Linked DNA regions of Mus musculus: all the other regions are linked to region 3. A link is a contact called in public ChIA-PET data. All regions are on one chromosome and are shown on one strand. Each heading gives the region's core, a stretch centred on a gene start, on an enhancer-like site or on the middle of the called end of the contact. The rest is flanking DNA. Distances are from core to core; before and after follow the strand shown.

Region 1 (4,859 bases), core at 2,170-4,669, 400 kb after region 3:
AAGTACTCACACATGCATATGCCATATGCACATTCTCTCTCTCTCTCTCTCTCTCTCTCTCTCTGTCTCTCTCTCTCTCTCTCTCTCTCTCTCTAACACACACACAATTTGTTGTTGCTTGTCACATACCAGGACAATGTGAAAAAAAATAAAATAAAATAAACCAAAGAGAAAACAAAAACAATATTGGCAAGCTTTCACAAATTCAAAAACAATCAACATCAGCCCCAATATTGAACAGCAGTGATGGGCAGTTTAAAGCACAGAATACAGAAAATGTCTAAACAATAGAAGACAGGGATAACAGGAAGGGATCAGCAAGGAAAAGCTGCCATGCAAGTCTGACAACCCGAGTTTGGATGCCTAGACTATCTGGGTATAAAAGCACATGCAGTGGCGTATGCCTGTAGTCACAGCAGTCACATGGCAAGAGACAAGGATGCCCTTATATTCATGGCAATCCTCTGTTCTTAACTTTGTCTGGAATTACAGGTGTATACCACCATGACCAGGCTGTCTCATCTTCACAGGGCTATTAGAGAAATCATACAATTGTGTTAGCAGATACATTTCTCAAATATGTTTTTATATTTAAGATTGGAAATTATTCTGTTCGTGGGAGTTAATCAGAAAATCCAAGCAAGAGAGAGGAGAGTAAATGAACAGGATATGATATGAATTTGGGTAGAGTAGAGAACTCAAATCTCATTAATGTCAGCAGCATGTCTTTGATTGTGACAAAGAACTGAGATATAAAGATTAAGACTATGTTGCCACTTCTAGTTCAAGAATACTCAGAAATCCAAATCTCTCCCCCCTCCCAAGATTTCTCAATTTTTAAAAATAACAATTGAATAAGATCCATACTGTTGACCTGTTAGATTATGATACCTGCCCTCTGGTACTAATCTCCCTTTATAACCTGATGACTTCCTTGTCTTGGGATGGGCTCCTCACCCTAGATCTCCATATGTGTCTTAGTATAATAAATTACAGGTAGACAATCTGTTATTCCCCATACTTATAGAGGCTAGAAAGTCCAATATATGTATGTCCCAGGCGACACAAATTTTCATGAGAGTCTGTCTCCTCATGTTTCTAGATAGCTGACTTCTTAGAAGGATATTGTCACACAATGGAGAAAAGGGAGAGTAAGCTAGCTCTCTCATAAGAGCAGTAGTCCCATTGCAGAGGTTCTGCCATCCTGACACACTTAAGTTCCAAAGGCAGTACATCCCAGTTCCTAACACCATCTTATTAGGACCGTGGTTCCACAATGTGAATTCAAAAAGGAAGAAACATAAACAGGTCGTCCATTGCACTATTCTACAATCCCACTACTCCTCAAAGGGTAGCCCCATTCCCACCTCTCCATCCCATCTTCCTAGCCCTTATCTCATCCCAAAAAAATATCATACATTCCTGTCTGAGGCAGAGTTTCTTGCAACCTCTATGACTTTTAAGTTGCATCAACCATGTTTTTGACATTATATTCCTTTCCTATGTCCATGCCCAACTCAACAGTAAGATGTGTAAGAGTTCATGTCCAGAGATAGAACATGATCAGAGTTTTAATCTGCTCTTCCACTCTGACTATAAATAGAATTCTGAGGTAGTAATTACACTCTTCTCAGTCTCATTATCTTCATCTGAAATGCAAATGATATATCTGCATAGAGATGTTGTATGCTTATATAACACGAGTAGAAATGTACAAAAAAATGTATCTGGTACCCAATAAAGCTTCAATCAGCATTAGTTGGTTTTCTCTATATAAATACTTTTATTACCTGTGTGCCTTAGCATATCATGTGCCACTTTCTGCTTAACACAATATTTATAATGATATATTTGGTTGCTTTTATTTCATATAGAGAACATTATCCTAGCCATAAGAAACACATTTTGTGAATGGCTTTAATACTTGCAAATCTCTACTGGATATTTGAGCATACATTTCTCTTTTGATTCAGAAAGAATTTTTCCCAAGAGAAGAAAAGCAAGAAAGCAGAGCCTTTATAATGTCTTTCATCCCTATAATTAGAGTCTTTCTAGAGCAGAGGTTCCAAAACAGGGAAGGTAGCAAATCTCCTGCCCAGGCAACACTTGTCAATGTCTAGAGATGCTTTTGGATGCCATAAACTAGGTAGGGGTGTATTATTGGCATCCAGCAAGTGGCAGCCAGAAGGCTACTAACTATGCTATAATGGAAAGAGTACACAAAGAATTATCCAATCCAAGATGTCGTTACTGTAGAGGTAGAAAGCCCTACTCAAAGAAGCCTCAATGCCCAAGCCTATCACCACTATGTGAGATCTGTCCCATCTTACACTCTCGAGACATACTAGTTAGTTAGGAAAGAGAGAGTAGTTGAAGAAGTTGAAGAATGGTCTTGGGTAGTGGTTGTGGTCCGTGGAGAGTCAGAGACAGATCCCGAGAATCCCTCTCAGGTCATGAGCTTCTTGGCTCAAAGCTCCTTCTCCTTTCCTCTTTATTACATGGATGCATCCCTGTTGGTGTGTGTCTTTCCTCTTTATTACATGGATGCATCCCTGTTGGTGTGTGTCTTTCCTCTTTATTACATGGATACATCACTGTTGGTATGTGTCTTTCCTCTTTATTACATGGATACATCCCTGTTGGTGTGTGTCTTTCCTCTTTATTACATGGATGCATCCCTGTTGGTGTGTGTCTTTCCTCTTTATTACATGGATGCATCCCTGTTGGTGTGTGTCTTTCCTCTTTATTACATGGATGCATCCCTGTTGGTGTGTGTCTTTCCTCTTTATTACATGGATGCATCCCTGTTGGTATGTGTCTGAATACTTTCTGCTGTCTTGAGTCACTTCCCTTACTTGCATGTCCAACCATGGAATCCAGTGTGCATGACCTCCTTGAAGAACACTGATTAAAATAAGTTTCAAATACAAATGGAGAATTCAGGTAACTCGAGCCTTAAAGAAAAGAAAACATGTTGAAAATGTAAACTCATTCTTGTAGTTTCCCAAGGAGACAGCTGCTTTTAGAAGAAGGTCAAGAGTCTATCTTGTACTCACTCACACATGTAGGCTGTGAATGCCTGTGGTTATAGCACCGTTTCCTCCCTCGGAACTTTCCTACATCAGCAGCCCGCCCGTTGTCGTTTGTGATGAACTGTCATCTAGTTGGATATGCTTCTTTTTTTTCTTTTTTCTTTTAGTTTCTTTTTAAATCTTCTCCCTCCCACGTTTCCTTCAGCTTACTTCTTTCCTTCTGTTTCTTACTTCTCTGTGTTATTCCTCATTTCATTCCAATTTTAGGAACAAGAAGAAAAATGTTCACTATGGGTGATGTCTACCTCTCTGTGTACACTTTGGAGGTGTGGGGGTGGTGTGCAGGGGCTGGAAGGTGGGGGGAGGGGAGTAGTGTTTCTTTTAAAAATCATATGCTGCCATCTGGTGGTCAATTTATATACTCAACCAAATAGCTGGGTTCAGACTGTTTCAAGTGTCTGACAGTGAACTGGGTCCTGCTTGACTATAGGCGAGCAATAATTGATATTGTCTCTCTTCATGGTTAAAGTCCCAGTGTTCAAAGCTACTCCTTCCCCTTAAGATTTTTATTTCTCTCAGGCAGATGGAATAGTTTGTTCCCAAATTGAATACAGAAAAATCTGAGCCTAAAACAAATCTTTGTTGTAAGTTCACAGCCTGTAAACTCTTCCATAGGATTTGTGGATTCCTGAATCTCCCTTTCAGCTCGCCCTGATTAATTTTAAATTTACTGGACTAGCAAAAGGGGGCATGGAACTGGCTGTTGGCAATGCTGGTGATTGGATGAACACTGTACCACTATACTATACCCCTAACCCTCAGAGAGAGATTTTAAAGGTAAAAGTAAAATATACTTGATATAATGGTACAGATACATATTTTTTCTATAGCAAGGAACTTTTCCCACAGAGAGAGAGAGAGAAAGACAGATAGAGACAGAGACAAAGAGGGGGAGAGAAAGACAGAGAGGGAGAAAGGAGGGAGAGGGAGGGAGGGAGGGAGGGAGGGAGGGAGGGAGGGAGGGAGGGAGGGAGAGAGGGAGGGAGAGAGACTATGAACAATGATACTACTCCCCAAAGCAACTCAGAGGACCTTGAAAACCATTTTTCATTCCACAACCCATCAGCAAATCCACTGTGTCTCTTAATCCTTTTTAAATCCTCCTCCATCCTGTCTTCCTTTTCCTCTTATTTGGTACAACCGTACACCAGGTTCTCCCTCTCCCTTTTTTTCATCCTCTCCCTCCAGAGACACTGTGTGTGTCTCTGCATTTTTATTTACCTGTCTGTCTGTCTCTGCCTCACCCCAGAAAGTAGATCCAGTTGTTCTAACAAGGGGCTAGAGACTGACTGGAGTGCGAGAAGTGGAGAGGAGATGCTGTCTCTGGAGATGGCATCAGATGGACAGGGCTTTCACTCAAGTGTAGCCTCTACTTCCTTTGCTTCGTTTTTAGTGTGAATTTACAGAATTGCTTTGATTGAAAACTGAATGGCAAATCCTCTAAGACGGTGGCTTTAGGTCATCCAAGAACAGGATGTTGTAGCCTAAAGGAGAATCTCAACAAAAAGCCCTGTGAAGAGTGAGCTATGGTGACCGAAATCCCTATGAACACTGAACTACAATGACTGAGGTCCCCACAGACAGTGAACTATAGTGACCAAGGCCCTTGTGAACAGTAAGCTATCGTGACTGAGGTCCCTATGAGCAGTGAACTATGGCAGCAGAGGGCCCTGTGAAGTGTGAGCTGTGATGACCGAGGTTCCTATGGTGACATAGTTCTCTGTGAATGTGAGCTATGAAGACCGAAGTCCTTATGGACAACAAGCT
Region 2 (5,076 bases), core at 2,147-4,646, 370 kb before region 3:
CACTTTAGTGCTTGCCTGGAAGCTCTTCCCTCACCTGACCCTCACCTGATTCTGGTTTCTGCTAAGTATTCTCAAAGAATCTTTGACTGGTCACACACTCAAACAGCACCAGCCCTCTGGGCAGACTCAGTGATCTTACCTTATGCTGTTTTTCTTAGCTTTTGCCACAGCTTGTCTGTGCATGTGTGCCTGCATGTATGTGCAGCTCTTTGTATACATTACATCCTGCCTTTCTAATGAGAATATAACCTGTAATTCTCTAAGTATTCCTACATTTCTTGTAAGTGCTCAGTAAACATTTATTGAATGATAGATCTCATTTTGAAAACTATAGGCTCTAACACTCCCAGGATCATAGGATCAGAGGTGAGGAGGACATAACATCTGCCCCAACACTGGGAGTAACTGGGACTAGTGGGACATAGGCACACAGGAACTCTGCCCAACCAGTGACATAGGTTCCTTCTGGTCTGAGCCGGTGACCTGAGCAGACCTTGTGTGCTAACTCTGCAGCCAGTCCTACAACATCCAGAAGAAGCTCCACTCCCAGGTGTTCTAACACACCCAGGATCCCAGGAGCTTGGGCACACCAGGATCTCGGGGTCCCACAGGCAGCTTGACTCCCAGGAGCTCTGGCACACCCAGGATTTCAGGATCCCAGGATCCCAGAATCCCAGGATCCCAGAATCACAGGATCCCAGAGACATCTGAACTCTGAGGAGTTCTGACACAGCCAGGATCAAAGGAAGGACAGGCTCCAGTCAGACAAAGCCACGACAGGCAGCACTAGAGATAACCAGACGGCAGGAGGCAAGCGCAAGAACATAAGCAACAGAAACCAAGGTTACTTGGCATTATCAGACTCCAATTCTCCCACCATAGCAAGTGCTGGACACACCATCCCACCAGAAAAGCAAGACTCGGATCTAAAATCACTTCTAATGACAATGATAGAGGACTTTAAGAAGGACATAAACAACTCCCTTAAAGAAATACAGGAGAACACAGGTAAACAGCTAGAAGCCCTTAAAGGGGAAACACAAAAATCCATTAAAGAATTACAGGAAATACAATCAAAGAGGCAAAGGAAATAAACAAAACCATCCAGGATCTAAAAATGGAAATAGAAATAATAAAGAAACCACAAAGGGAGACAACCCTGGAGTTAGAAAACCTAGGAAAGAGATCAGGAGTCATAGATGCAAGCATCACCAACAGAATACAAGAGATGGAATCAGAGATACAAGAGACACAATCAGAAATGAAAAGGGCCTCATAACAATGAAGTATATCTTAAAATAATTATCCCGTTTGCTGAATATTAACAGTTGAAAATATTAAAACATGTTCTACAAACGTCAAACAAGAGAAAGCTATAAGAAAATATAATTTTGAGTCATACATTTTTAGAGATTTAGTTTTATTTACTTCAGAATACTCATTTGTTTTTATTTTATGTGTATGGGTGTTTATTTTACCCTGTATTTATGTCCAGTCACCATGTGGCCACAGTGTCCAAAAAGGCCAGAAGAGGGCACCATATTCCCTGGGACTAGAGGTATGTGGTTCACTCCACACTGGTCTTCTGGAATATCAGGTGGTGCTCTTGACCACTGTAACCCCATAAAAATCATGTGTACAGTTGCTGTATGTACATATGTGTACCATGCGTGTGCCTGGTGCCTGAAAGTCTCATAAAAGGGTTTTGAGACCCCTGGAACTGCAGTTATGAGTGGTTGGTGTGGGCTTTTATGAGGATGCTCAGATCCTCTGCAAGAGCAGCAAACTCTCTTAATCACTGGGCCATCTTTCTAGCCTCCATTTGTCATGCTCGCAATGTATTTTAAAGCTCTAGAGAGGGCAGAGTGCTTATACTGTAAGTGTAAGCTGCCGGGGGACATGGGCAGGAAGCATCGGAGAACCTGTTCTGCAATCATCGTCTTCCTGGAATGCCTCTTTCCCGGCTTATGAGGACAGGGGCGGGCATCAGCTTCTGGGGCTAAGCATCAGCTCCAACATTCTCAGAAATGGAGTGCCTAGCACAGCAGAAATGTGACCCATCGGCCACTGGATGTCACTCTCTGCTCATACTCCCAAGTCTGGCTGTCCTTCCAGGCTTCTGCAATGTTCTCATAAGAAACACGCCAGAGGGCAGAGGTTCACCTGTGCAGGACCCCCTCAACATGGGATCGTCTGCAGTTCCAAAGTGAAATTGATTTTTGATTCTCAGCAGCGTAGACAGAGAAGAGATGAGTGGGCTCGAGTGGGCCTTTCCCATCTAGGCACTTAGGTGGTGCTCGGACAGAGCTCTAGGATCTGTCAGTCAAGAGGCGGCAGGCTCACTTACAGGGTCACAGCTAGAATCAAGGACTGCTACTCACGTTAGGTTCACATCCGACATGGCTTGCATGTAAACAGAACACCGGAATCCCTTCATCGGAAAACAGAACAGGAAGTGCAAAAATGGGGCTCAGTGACCAGTGTGAAATTGGGCCAGCTTTTTTTCTTGGGAAGAACTTTTTAACAGCAGAGGTTACCACTTGAACCAGAAGAGACCCTAGCACCAGTTCCTTGAGGGTTTCCACCTATGTGCACGGTCTGAGAGTTCCCCCTTCCTACCTACCATGGTGACACAAGCTGCTTTGACCTCTATCTATTACTTACCCCATCATCTTTGAGCCAATGTACCTACTTATCATTTAATCAAGGTTTTAACAAGTCTGGAGCAATTTGCTACAGTCCCCGTGGGGCATCTCCTCTGGAGAGGGTATTTACTCTGTTATTCAACATGACAACATTCGTTTATCGGATGCTGTTTTCTGAGTTCCATACACTGGTAGGTTGAGCAGGGACACAGTCCATGCAGTACCCGTTACTGAAGAATTGAAGTATTTCCGTGTTGAGATCTTAAGGTAGAGGGCACCGATTGCTTTGTAGATATCGTCAGTGTGTGGAGATGGACTTGACTTTCCCATGTGGAGTAGCTTGACTTACTCAGCTACTCTGTGTCCAGAGGCAGCTTCATGAGGTCTTTGTGCCTTTGAAATAAGTCCTGTGGCAGCCTCGGGGAAGCTGTGTGAAGGCTGTTCGTGAACAGCCAAAGAGTTTTGTTTTAAAGTTAACTCTCACCCTGGAGTGTCTTTCAGAGTTTGTCCTTGTGCTTAAGATATAACGCCCCCAACCCCATCGCAGTGGTGACTTGGACGATGGCCGCTTCTACGTCTCTATGAAGCAACACCTTTTTCTACTCTTAGATTTACTGCCAGTTCGAACTTCCTCTAACTGCCCGGCAGTTTCTGCATCGGGACTTCGGTAAGCGAAGCTTCCTCTGACTGTTTTGCTCTTTTGTAACGGCTCTCACTTCCTCTCTGCCACATGCACACTCAAGTGTCAGTTTGAACTCTGGTGACTTCTACGGTGAAGCCGGAGCTGTGCATTAGTCAGCTGCGCCCCAACCCCCATTCTACAGTCCTTATGACACTCATGCCCGTGACACTTCTCAGATGCCCCCAACAGCACATTCCTTTCTGTAGCAATCCCATGGCTAGGGGAGTTTGCCACTTGACCCCTATAGCATACTGCTATCAGTTCTCACACTTCTTTGAGGGGGTCTTCATTGCCAATTGGCCAGCAAATAATCTATCTATAAAATACCGCTAAGTAACTGTTAGGATCATTTTTGAAGCCAAGTGTCTTTGGTTGGGTCCCCGGAAACAATTCTGAAATGGAGACTTCTGGGCAGTGGTTTAATTAACTGGTAAATGCTCTGAGGGTCAATACCGGCAGGGATGAGGGAGTAACTGTGTCAGAGGCTGCATGCTGACTTGATGCAGAAGGTGGGGCCAATCCCACTCAGGTGCTGAGGATCTGGGGGTGGGGCACCTCCAGTTGGTCCTGCCTGAGTTGCCCCAGTTGATGCCAGAGGCTACGAAGAGGAGTGACCTGGCATTCCTCAGTCAGTGAGACCACAGCTTAGGGGCAGTTTCTTCCAGGCAAAGGCAGAGCCTTGAGGACACACCCAGAAGCAGTCAACTGGCTGTGGGAAACAAGGACATGCAGTCTGAAGTATGCTTGCTCCCTTCCCAAGTACTGTCCTTTTTTTCTGGATCTCTTCTGAAGTGTGTTGAAATCCTTAATTTATCTCTTTGCCCCATCTTTTTATTTCTAAAATAAATGTTTCTGTTAGTATTATGTTATATTAGATGTTCTATTTATCTAAAATAAATATTTCTTTTAAAAAAGATTTCCTTTTAAACAAATACTCCCAGAAGTAATAGAGTGAATATGCACTTTGGAGTGAAATAAAAACTGGATTAAAAAGAAATGTTTTTCTAGTGGTGCTGATCCACACTGTGAATTACTTTACTCTATGATTCAAGTGGTATTTCTAACCAATACACACTTTCTGGTTTAACAATAACTTTTCAAAAAACTGTAAACGAAAATCTTATCTATTTGTATGTCAATGGTAGGTTTCTGCCAATAACATTTGCTAGCAAGAATCGTTTTTTTAAAAATTTTATTTATTTTTTTGATTTGCATGTTGATTTTTCTTTTTTATTAATTAATTTATTTTTTTACACTCCATATTTTATTCCTCCCCCCATCCTCCAACTGCTCCACATCTCATACTTGCTCCCCACCCCCTGTCTCCATGTGGATGCCCCCATCCCTCACCCCACCTGAACTCTAAACTCCCTGGGGCCTCCAGTCTCTTGAGGGTTAGATGCATCATCTCCGAATGAACACCAACCCAGCAGTCCTCTGCTGTATATGTGTTGGGGGCCTCATATCAGCTGGTGTACGCTGACTGTTTGGTGGTCCAATGTCTGAAAGATCTCGGGGTCCAGACTGAGACTGTTGGTCCTCCTACCCTTCTCCTCAGCTTCCATCAGTCTACCCCTAATTCAACAACTGGGCTCAACTCTTCTGTCCATTGGTTGGGTGCAAATATCTGCATCTGATTCTTTTAGCTGCTTGTTGGGTCTTTCTGAGGGCAGTCATGCTAGGCCCCTTTTTGTGAGCCCTTCATAGCCTCAGTAACAGTGTCAGGCCTTGGGGCCTCCCCTTGAGCTG
Region 3 (4,974 bases), core at 1,696-4,195:
ATATATTTACATACACACATTTTTCTTTTATAAGTTAAAATGTTTTGTTTAAAAACTGATTTTATAAGCATTCTCTTTGGAAGAAGATTTAGCAATAGATGATAAAAAGTTATTTTTAAAAATTCTAAATAGATGCACATTGTCATAAGGAAATGGCACTGTTGAACACACACACACACAGAAATCCACAATGAGGTTGTTTTTCTAGTTATTAAGTCTTATGAGTTATAACTTAACTGAAAACAATTATTAAGGCAAAAGACTTCATTCCACGTTATTTCTGGCTTTAGGAGTCCTTTTGGACTGAGATAATCACTTCTAACGTGAGTATTAGTATGTTGGGGGCTATGCTAGAAAATTTCATAGGCCACTATTTCACTTTGTGAAATTATTTCTTTAAAGCCCATGTAGACACATATGATAACTAATAAAGTAGTTGGCAAGCTAAATGATTGACAGATTCATTAGAAAACAATATAATAACAAGCAGCATAATTTTGTAAATGTATAAAAATGTAGGAAACAATGTATTTATTCATTAAAATGTTTCATCCAGAAACCAAGATTAGATATTAAAATGTGTTGTAAGGTACAAACACGTCCCCTGGAAGCTGATGATGTGGTTGAGGTTTTATAAGACCCAGTACCCTACATCAACCCAAATACAATTAGAAAATTTATTTCAAATAATGCAAATAATTAAAGAGAAATTATCTATTTTACACAAATTCACACAACAGGCATTCTTGCTGTATCATTACTTATGTAACCTGAAATCACATTACTTTGCTAGAACTCAGAGATCTTACACGTATTGAGAAAATTATGAAAATAAACCATGCTATTTATGAAATTAGAGCAAGTTGCCACCACCACAGAGAAAAGTCTGCCGTAAATTAGCCAAAGGAGTTTCTTTTTCTTTTTTTATTAGATATTTTCTTCATTTACATTTCAAATGTTATCCCCAAAGCCTCCTATACCCTCCCCCTGCCCTGCTCCCCAACCTACCTACTCCGGCTTCCTGGCCCTGGCATTCCTCTTTATTGTGATTTTTGCAAGACAAAAAGGCCACCAACAGATTGGTAAAAGATCTTTACCAATCCTAAATCAGATAGCGGACTAATATCCAATATATGTAAAGAACTCAAGGAGATGGACTCCAGAAAATCAAATAACCCTATTAAAAATGGGGTACAGACCTAAACAAAGAATTCTCAACTGAGGAATACCGAATGGCTGAGAAGCACCTGAAAAAATGTTCAACATCCTTAATCATCAAGGAAATGCAAATCAAAACAACCCTGAGATTCCACCTCACACCAGTCAGAATGGCTAAGATCAAAAACTCATGTGACAGCAGATGCTGGCAAGGATGTAGAGAAAGAGGGACACTCCTCCATTGCTGGTGGGATTACAAGCTGGTACAACCACTCTGGAAATCAGTCTGGCGGTTCCTCAAAAAATTGGACATAATATTACGAGAGGATCCAGCAATTCCTCTCCTGGGCATAAACCCAGAAAACATTCCAACTGGTAATAAGGAGTTTCTTTTTCAAGATACTTGATTTCTACAGTTTGAAAACTTTTGGCAGAAAGTGTAACAGTGCGGTCTAACAGGAAACTACAATGATAATTTGACCCCCATCTATAATGTATGCAGAATTCTTTATAATGTGTTTTTCTTGTACTCAACAGCTTGTACAGATAACTGTAGGAAGACATTCTCCTCTGAGATGGATTGTATTGAGGGAAGAGCTTTTCAGAGTCAGCCATGATTCTTTCTCTTATGCTGTAGGTAAGACCTTTTGTCATGGCCCTTTGGTAGTTACTTGAGGAGTCCCTCCTGTCACCAGCCACTGTCACGTTAGTAGTCTATAGACAACAGCAGGAGTTGGGGGCTCTTGCCATTCGCAAGTGTTTACATGTCCCCTATGGCTTCTGGGACACTTTAACTGTATAGTAGGTATTGAGGCACTGCCACTCAGAGAGCCACCTCTTTTCTTCTAAGGGAACCTCTGCAGGAAGGCCTATCCGGGACTGTTTCCCTCAGCCTGCTCCAGCCTTCTTCTCTGCTTTGCTTCTCAGTCCCCACTCCCTGCGGACTAGCTTTACCTGTTGGCTTATTCTCTGCCTCCTCAGACATACAGAGATAGTGTCTTATTTCCTTTACTGGTTGATTCTTATGTGTTCCAGGCCTTGTTTTTTTTTTTTTTTTTTTTTTTCTTTCCTACACATTTGTTAAGTCATTTTGCATAGGGAATCTATCATACGAATGTTAACAGTCATCTGACTGGGTTTTAAAAATTTTATCTAGGTACGTAGATAAGGAGAAGGCCTTTCAGCGCTGGCAATCCTGAGCCCTTGATTACACGGGACCAGGACGCTGGATTAGCAGCTACAGCCTTACAGCTCTACTGCCTGAGAGCTGGGGTCTGTTGCTCCAAGTTTTATAAGTCAGAGATTTATGGCTTGGGCACTCAAGGTCAAGGCTTGTCACTCTATACTTTACAGACCCTGGCACTTGGCAGCGTTTGTAACCTTCAGTTTCAAACCACATTGAAAGGCAATAGCAGAAAGCAGCAAGCTTCGATGTGTAGCAGCAGTGGCGCGCAGCAGCAGTACAGCAGCGGCAGGTAGTCCAGCTCTTGGATGGGGGCTTTATGGCTCTTAGCCCCAGGCTGCTCCCTGGAAGTCTTCTCTTCTCTGGCTCCTTCCAACCTTCTGCAGGTCTCCAGCCTGAGCTCTCTGCCCTTTTTCCCCTTCTCCCTTCTGGCACCAGTCATTGCCTCTGCCACCTCTGCCCACCATCCTTGCTGTGCGGCCACTCACACGTATGGACTCTTGAGCTACCTTCCTGTTGCTACTGCTGCTGTAGCCACAGAGGTGGCACCCACTGTACCTCTCCCAGGCTGCCTGTGCTGCTGCTCAACTCTTTTGCTTTCATGTGGCTGGGTGTCACCTGCTCAGCCTTCTCTTCTAACAGTACAGAGCAGAAATAAGCAGGAAGAGACCTCAGCCAGGAGAATCTTTTATTTAGTTAGGCTTCATGGTGTAGTACCAGGAAGCAACCTCTCTGAGCTCAGAAATTGAGAACTGTCAGAAAAGGGTGTGGCAGCTGACAGCTGTGTTTCTAACAGTCACAGCAGTCCCCATTCCTGTGCTGAATGCGAATGTAACAAGCGGGGCAGGATGGATTTTGGGGAAATTGTGTCTCTGTGTTGGCTACCTAATGGGACTATTTTGGCTAGGTTTTCAGTTGTATGTTTTTGTCTAGGTTTTAGCTCTTTGTTATGTTGTCCATGTCATTGTTTGTGTGAGATAAAGATATTTGACATCCAGTTTCCTCTGTCCTCCTCCACCCAAGCAAAGGTATTTTTCTGAGATGAGAATTTGCATTGTATTTTCCCTTAAATGTTACGTGTGTGTTTTTGCGTGATTCTACTATGCCATAAGACCTTGAGGACAAGGCTTTTTTTATCTTGTGTATGTTTATTCCTCTTTGGGATGTTGTGCAAAAATGTTTATGTTTCCAACTAACTTTAAAGAAAGATAGTTGTGGGATCTATTTACCTTTTGTGAGATCCTTACATTTTATCCTGGATGATGATGCAGCTTTTGTTTAACCGCATCCCTACTCTCTATACTGCTTACAGGGCACTTTGCCATGAAGAAGTAAAGGATAGCACCAGACCTGTAAATGGAATATATTGTACCAAGTGAACACACTTCGGGTCTTCTGCTAGGGTAAAAATTAGCTATCAATATTTTATATCATTTTAATTATGAAACTAAATAATTCTGTCCAGAATTGTAGCCATAGGCTCCCTTATTTATCTACTTATATAAAAAGAGAGATGGTGAATATTTTTATGGAAAGGCTGGCACATGAGTTTATATAGGTTTGGAGCTGCATAAACTTTTGTACCTGATGTTATCTGGAAACTGCTAGAAAGCTGCCATAGTAGAGTGTGAGACAGATGACCACACAACGCAGAGATCCACCTGTACAAGTTAATACGGTGCTTCTGAGAGGACGTTAAAGCCATAATGTGTACTAGCATCACCGACCAGTCCATGCTGACACAGTTCTTCAAAACCCAAAGCGCAGGAGAGCGTATGAATTTTGTGGAGTCAATTCTAAGATAGGGAAGGGGAGCTCGGGTTAGAGTGAGCCAGTGTGGAGACACCAACTTTAACGATGAACTCGAGATCCTAGTCCTAGAGCAATCAGATGTCATGGTCGACTGGAAGTGTGTCTCATGGGGTCTGCACTAGGGAACCATCCAGCTGAAAAGCACAACTATATGTTGTCAAAGGACATATTGTTAGGGGATTTGGGCAGAATATAAGCAACCTAGGACATTCTTAAACAAACCTGGGGCTTTATGTCAGCCATTCAATGTGACCTTCTGATCCATTAGGTGATGTCATGGACAGGAGGTGGATTCAGCATTGTTTTATAGTAGATTTCTCTCTTCGTAAGTACAAGAAGCACACGCTAAAATAATGTAAAACTGATTCTCAACCTTTGGGGTAGCCCAAGACCATCAGAAAACACAGATATTTACATTATGACTCATAACAGTGCAAGATTAAAGTTATGGAGTAGCAACAAAAATAATTTTCTAGTCAGGGGTCACTATAACATGAGGGGCTGTATTAAAGGGTCTCAGCATTAGGAGAGTTGGGGACCACTGGTCTAAAGGTATGGTAAAATAAATATGCACCCAGTGGAATAGTTTAAACATGTAGGAGAATAAGATGGAGAAGAACCGAGCTGGTCCATGGTTTTTAACAAAATTCTAGTTTCCATGATTTGTGGCAGATTCATACTGTTTGGGATATTATTCATTATAAAGAAATAAGTATACAAATAAAAAGTGAGCTTTCACGAGCCAGTAAGAATGCATCGTAGAAAACATGCTGTGATCTCTTTTTCAAGGTGAGATAGGATGTCATATGCAACCCAGATAA

The links. ChIA-PET counts read pairs in DNA pulled down with a chosen protein or histone mark.
Region 1: a contact with region 3 is called in an RNA polymerase II ChIA-PET map of memory CD8 T cells, with 19 read pairs. The contact joins two enhancer-like sites. A contact is called at or near these places in 2 of 115 datasets of contacts at active chromatin or transcription factors (large pre-B cells and memory CD8 T cells) and 1 of 9 other capture datasets (embryonic stem cells).
Region 2: a contact with region 3 is called in an RNA polymerase II ChIA-PET map of memory CD8 T cells, with 35 read pairs. The contact joins two enhancer-like sites. A contact is called at or near these places in 2 of 15 datasets of contacts at CTCF or cohesin (large pre-B cells and pro-B cells), 1 of 484 Hi-C or Micro-C datasets (CD4 T cells) and 6 of 115 datasets of contacts at active chromatin or transcription factors (double positive thymocytes, large pre-B cells, memory CD8 T cells and 2 more).

Annotation. Positions count from the first base shown.
Region 1 is chr10:18,915,776-18,920,634 of GRCm38.p6, reverse strand. No RefSeq gene overlaps it. Among named protein-coding and RNA genes, the nearest start is that of Perp, 73 kb to the right of the region's middle. Within about 2 kb of position 3,419, at least 53 of the 459 cell types and tissues checked have an H3K27ac peak or open chromatin away from gene starts, as enhancers often do. A contact at or near this core is called in memory CD8 T cells, where this site is marked.
Region 2 is chr10:19,690,286-19,695,361 of GRCm38.p6, reverse strand. The region is part of intron 1 of Gm33332 (a long non-coding RNA gene); the gene reads left to right. Among named protein-coding and RNA genes, the nearest start is that of Il20ra, 20 kb to the left of the region's middle. Within about 2 kb of position 3,396, at least 128 of the 459 cell types and tissues checked have an H3K27ac peak or open chromatin away from gene starts, as enhancers often do. A contact at or near this core is called in double positive thymocytes, memory CD8 T cells and regulatory T cells, where this site is marked.
Region 3 is chr10:19,319,897-19,324,870 of GRCm38.p6, reverse strand. No RefSeq gene overlaps it. Among named protein-coding and RNA genes, the nearest start is that of Olig3, 34 kb to the left of the region's middle. Within about 2 kb of position 2,945, at least 37 of the 459 cell types and tissues checked have an H3K27ac peak or open chromatin away from gene starts, as enhancers often do. A contact at or near this core is called in double positive thymocytes, memory CD8 T cells and regulatory T cells, where this site is marked.